Linked DNA regions of Anas platyrhynchos: region 1 is linked to region 2. The links are chromatin contacts, called in public Hi-C maps. All regions are on one chromosome and are shown on one strand. Each heading gives the region's core, a stretch centred on a gene start, on an enhancer-like site or on the middle of the called end of the contact. The rest is flanking DNA. Distances are from core to core; before and after follow the strand shown.

The links. Hi-C and Micro-C count contacts between places; a contact is called where the count stands out from the background.
Region 1: a contact with region 2 is called in a Hi-C map of liver, with 3 times the contacts expected there. The contact joins the enhancer-like site here to the promoter of PDGFRL in region 2. A contact is called at or near these places in 4 of 8 Hi-C or Micro-C datasets (liver, skeletal muscle and subcutaneous adipose tissue).

What each region holds. Positions count from the first base shown.
Region 1 is chr4:21,328,657-21,331,441 of IASCAAS_PekinDuck_T2T, reverse strand. No RefSeq gene overlaps it. Among named protein-coding and RNA genes, the nearest start is that of MTUS1, 8.7 kb to the right of the region's middle. Within about 2 kb of position 1,446, at least 3 of the 8 cell types and tissues checked have an H3K27ac peak or open chromatin away from gene starts, as enhancers often do.
Region 2 is chr4:21,181,709-21,184,408 of IASCAAS_PekinDuck_T2T, reverse strand. PDGFRL (platelet derived growth factor receptor like) reads right to left here and starts at 1,408. Exons shown (of 6, transcript XM_027456180.3): 1 at 1,245-1,408. The coding sequence starts at 1,299. SLC7A2 (solute carrier family 7 member 2) reads right to left here. Exons shown (of 12, transcript XM_027456179.3): 12 at 2,190-2,700.

The DNA.
Region 1 (2,785 bases), core at 197-2,696, 150 kb before region 2:
ATGAGAGAAAGCCTTCATTGGGCTGTATTTATACTTAATCACTAAAACCAAGTTTCAGCAGACTGCCTCTTGGAAATGTTGTGACATAAATCTTCAGTGAGAAATGTGTTTCTTAGATTATTTGACAAAAATAAGTGTTTTCAGCAAACGCTGTATTATTGTCTGAAAGAAAAAAAAATACTGCAGTACCATTTATTTCACTGTCTGTTTTACCATCGAGGAGCCCAACCAAAGTGGGAGGAGAACATCTTACCAAAATTAAAACCCCTTCTCTGGGACGTACACATTTTGGAAGGCAGAGGAAAAAAATGGAACCATTCTGATCCATTGATGTCACTTTCTCACTATAAAGAAGAAAAAAAAAAGACACTAAATGCATGAAATGAAGAAATGAAACCTAAAATTCAAAATGCAGTTATGAGAGTGAGACTGAATGTTTGTCCCCACCATCTCTGATTTTTGTTGTACCACATAGCAAGTCACTGAGCCCTTTGATAATCTCTCCTCATACAGGAGAAAAATACCGTTCGGCTGTTTTACAGAGCACCTTGAAACCTCCTGAAGAAACATGTAATTCAAGGACTAAGTTTAGTCCTGTTACTAGGTTAGGCTACTAGTTATGTCTGATCCTTGTGATGATCAGGAATCCTCAGGTTTTTCACTTGGATAAAACCTTGCTAGCAGCATTTCCTTGATGATATACAATACAGATTGTTAAGAGTTTTGTGCATTCTGCTTTAAGGCAGCAGAATGCCTCAGTTTGGGAAGCTCTTTGTGGAAAGAAGAACTCAGCCTCTGGGAAAAGGTGTAGTGTGCAAGTATTTCAGGGTATATTTAAAATGCCCAGAGTTCTCCCTGAAAATTACCACTGATAGCTTGCATCCAAACCATGTATTTAAAGCAAAAAAGTGCTGACTATAGCAGAAGGCTCCACTGTACTTAGGCCTTATTGTCTTCAATTTCCAGACCAGTATGATTAATTAAGGAAGTCTGCAGCTTCAGCTTCCACGGAGACAGCAGAACTAGAGAGCAGGAAGTAATCAGCTGAAGCTGGCACCACCATCCATTATATCAGTATGCACGGAGAGAGGAGATCGGTGACCCTTAATGTGAGTGGTGCCTGGTACAGCCATTTAAAGCGCATTGCAGGCTGCTCACTGTAAATGGCAAATGAAATCCAGAAGCAGAAGTCGATGTGCACGGTGTGGTATTTCAGAGTCTGTCTCCTATGATACACAAAGTACGAAAAAAAGCCATACAAACAAGGATTCCTTAGAGAATTCTAGTAGCACATAGGGGCTTAGAAAATGCTGTTTGTTGCTCCGGAGTTCATTTCAGACTGTGGAAAAGTACAAAAACTAACAAATACCCACTAATAGGAGGCTGAGCAAGGGATTGTGGTTAAGGAGGGCGCCATGTGGGACAGCAGGGATGAGTACTTCTCCACTGCACATTCCAGCTGTGACTCAGAAGCCCGTCACAACAGAAAACGTGCATGTTTGTGTAATCCCTTTTGCAAGTAAACTGACTTCTGCCTTCAGAAGATTCTGATATCTGGCATCCTGGTGGCTGACCTACATGCTAGCCTTTAAGTTCAGCTAAGGGAAAACAAGTAGTTAGTCATGCCTAAACTAACATTTCATTCCTACTACAACTTATCTTTTCCTCCTACTGTCCAGGACTACTGGGCTATCAGAAAAAGGAACTGAAGTGAAAACAAAGAAATAGACTGCCCAGACAATGTAATGTTTTGTAACTTCATGTTAGACTTTTCTTTTGTTACAGTTCATTATACTTCCAATTAATCCCTGAATCAGCACAATAGACAAAAATAACATATGCCTAAAATATTACTTCAAAATTTATCTAGTTTATTTTAAACTTTGTTTATTTGCGCTGTCTTAATGGTATGAAATACCAATACCACAATTTCATAGTGAAATCCTACTGTATCTCGGGTGAAGAGTGCTGTACAAACATAACACATGCAATACCTTTCTCATTCACCTGCAGTTTTCCAACAAGATAATATTCTTCTCTGTTTCAGATGTACCTGATTCAGCAGTAAGCCTTGCCCATTTTGGAAGGTCAAGTGGTTTGAAGGGAAATCCTAGACAGGACTAAATTTTTTTTTAATGTAAGGCCTGTCCAGCCATTAAAACCACACCAAGAGCAACAGTCTTCCAGGCTGTTGCAATTAAGGTGGTTTTTGTTTGGTTAGTTGGTAGGCTTTGTTTTTTTCCCAAGCGACACTTCTTTGGTTAGTTAGAATGAGTATTGAAATGTGGAGCAAAAATAATACTTCATCAAACCTGTTCTAAGGAAACTAGGGATTGTTTCAGACATGAATTCACATAAGACCTCTAAGTGATCCATGCTGTAGGAAAAACATGGACTAAAACATAATAAGTGCAAATTAAAAATAAAAATTAAAAAAAGTATTTTTTTCTCCCATTGGATTATTTTCACTCTAGATTCCATCCATACGGGTTTTCTCATTTTCTTCTTTTGGCTTGTCTTACTACCCAGGAAAGAAAAAATCTTAAAATTACATTTATTTTCTTGCTCCCATTGGATGCATACCATTTCTTAAAAATGACATCCACAAAAGGCTTATTTTGTGTTTTCTTTGCTCATTTTCCCCCAATCTTTTATTGTATATACAGCAACCTTTCATACATCCAGACCAGCATTCAGTTTCCCTCACAAAATCAAAAGCACATGCTGTCCCTTCGTTAACACCAGAATTCATCCATCCATGTTAGAGAGGGTGGGGAAAGAGAAG
Region 2 (2,700 bases), core at 159-2,658:
CCCACACACCCCATCTTTAAGCAGAAATCTTCTACGCCACAATGGTACAGCAGCTCCTTGCCCAGATTGCAATCCCTTTGCATACAGTCGTAAGAAAAATTAGGCTGGGAAGGACATCTGGAAGCTCCTTCCTACCCTAGTCCAGTTTCTCAGGGCACTTTGACAATCTCTCAGCCTGGAGACTCTACAACCTCCCTGGATAACTATTTCCAGGGCTTAACAGCTCTCAGGGTGAAGAATTTTTATGTTTTTACTATAATTTTTTCCCTTATGTCCTGGGCCACTTGTGGCAGCTGCCTCTTTTCCTTGCATGGTGCATCTCAGAGCCTGGCTCAGGTTTCTCCACAAATCCTCACTGTCACACAGCCTCCCCATGCTGACAGACCTCACTCCCAAATCTTTTCCTGACAACACATGGGAAATGGCAGCAGGAGGGGACAATGCTTCAATTTTTACTTCAGCTGCCCTCTCCACCAGCAGATCACACAATGACTGACGTTTTCAGAGTAGGAGCACAAGCCACTGGCTAGAGCCCACAAGTATGAGTAACAGAGAAGTTGGTTAGGAGCTTTCTTCCCCAGTCAAAAACTAACTCCTTCCCCTGCCAGGAGTTCATCGCAACATAAAACTGAGTCAAGAACAAAGTTAAAAAAAAAAAAAAAAAAAAAAAAAAAAGAAAGAAAGAAAGAAAGGAGGAAGGACCGATGCCTGCCATGCAGGAACTGACCCACTTGCACCCAGAACCTTCCACCAGCACCATGCGGGGACACGACGCCTGCTCCATGGCAAAGGATGCCTCAAACAGACCTGGGGTGGGAGACGGGTTTGTGACAACCACGTCCAGGCACACCCCGGGGGCTGAAGCATCACTCTTTCCCTCACAAGTGACATTGATTATAATTATTTTTTAAACTGAGCGCCACGCGCAGCACTAAGCCTCCTCGGGACAGGCGCAGGGACCTGAGAGCTGGCTAAAACAGCGAGGCAGCAGAGGGGCAGCTGGTGTTTCCGACGACGCCCCCCTACACGCACCCCAAATCTCCGCCCTGGACGAAGCAGCCCCATTTCGGCCCCGCGGCTCGCTGTGGGGGCTCCCCGAAATGGCCGCCGGCCCGCCGCGGGGTCCCTCATGGCGGCGGGCGGGGGGCGCCCGGCGGGGCAGGGTGCAGGGGAAGCAGCCGGGGGAGCCCGAGGCAAGGTGCGAGGGGGACGAGAGGGGGACGAGAGGGGTGGCGGCGGCTCACCGTGCGGCAGCGCGTCCTGCAGCAGCAGCAGGCTGAGGAGCACCCAGAACCGCATGGCGAGAGCGGTCGGGGCGCTGGGCTGAGGCGGGGCGGGCGCGGCGATGGAGGCGGCCCGGCAGCGGCAGCGGGGGCCCCGCGGGGAGGAGCCGGCGGCTGCGGGGAGCCCCGGGCCGGCACCTCACGGGGAGAGGGCGCAGCGCTGACCTGGCCCCGTCGGGTGGTCTGCTGGGCTCTGCTGCCTGCCTGGCACCTGCTTCGGCTCACATGGCGCACTTCGCAGCTCCGTCGTCTCCACCGCTCCCCATAAGGCTGGAGAGGGTGGCAGAGGGGGCCCCCAAAAAGCTCCGCTTCTCCAGCTGCCTCCTCTGGTCGAGGGCTGGCTCTGCTTTCAGTGCTGCTGCACGTAATGATCTGCTCTGCACGTGTGGAAGCTAATTATCTTGATTAGCTCATCAGTGACCCTTTTGCCAGATGTGGCTGTGCACTGGTGGTTGCCATCAGCCTATAGAGGCTTCTACGTGCAGGGTCACTGCAGGGTGCTTCAGGATTGAGCAAGGTGAATGCCGAGGACTACTCGCTCCCTCTGGAAGTCAAACCTAACATCAGCTCTGGTTTGGCACCATAAGTCGAAACGCCCAAATCAGAGGGTGTTATGCTGTGTTTTGATGAGTTCTTGAGTGCTTAGACGCAAGTATGAAACACACACTTCTACTCTGCCCATCCCCAGACCACTGGAAAAAATAAAGGATTTAAACATAAAACAGTTTTTTTTTTTTCTCCTCTACAAAAAGTATAGGAACTATGACGCTATTTATTACAAGTGAGTTATGGTTAGTATAATGTCATGACATGATGACACACTAGTGATTATTAAGTCACTGTATTACTTTAGTATTTACTACAACTACAGTGGTGATTGAAGTTAGAGGTGTTGTATGATGTACGTACAAGTGATATTCAGCTTTATTTAAAAAATACAGGACAAATGCACAATTGTTATCCCATGAAGCACATTTTACAGTAAATGAAGAGCAACATAATTTCCATTAGAATTTAGAACTAATGTAACGAGAAATATTGCTGATTCTAATGCTGTTGAAAAAGTGGAAAAAAAAAAAAAAACAAACAAGCACCATATTTTTAAATATATGCATTTTTACATTCATAAAAATTCAAGACTTTTCATTTTGGCTAGAGCACTTCAAAGAAATATAAATTTGTAGTTTACGTGGCATGATAATCATTCTATCTATACTTTAAATGCTCAGCAGCACATAATACAGAAATTATCACTACAATGTACATATGAACCAGAAAAGTTAAAATGGATATAAACATTACTGTTTTTAAAATGATACACATAACTGTTCTTAAAGATATGTAACATATTTCACGCTTTGCTTTCTGTTAATACAAAAGAAAAAAAAAAAGCCCTCCTAAACATTTGAATCGTGTT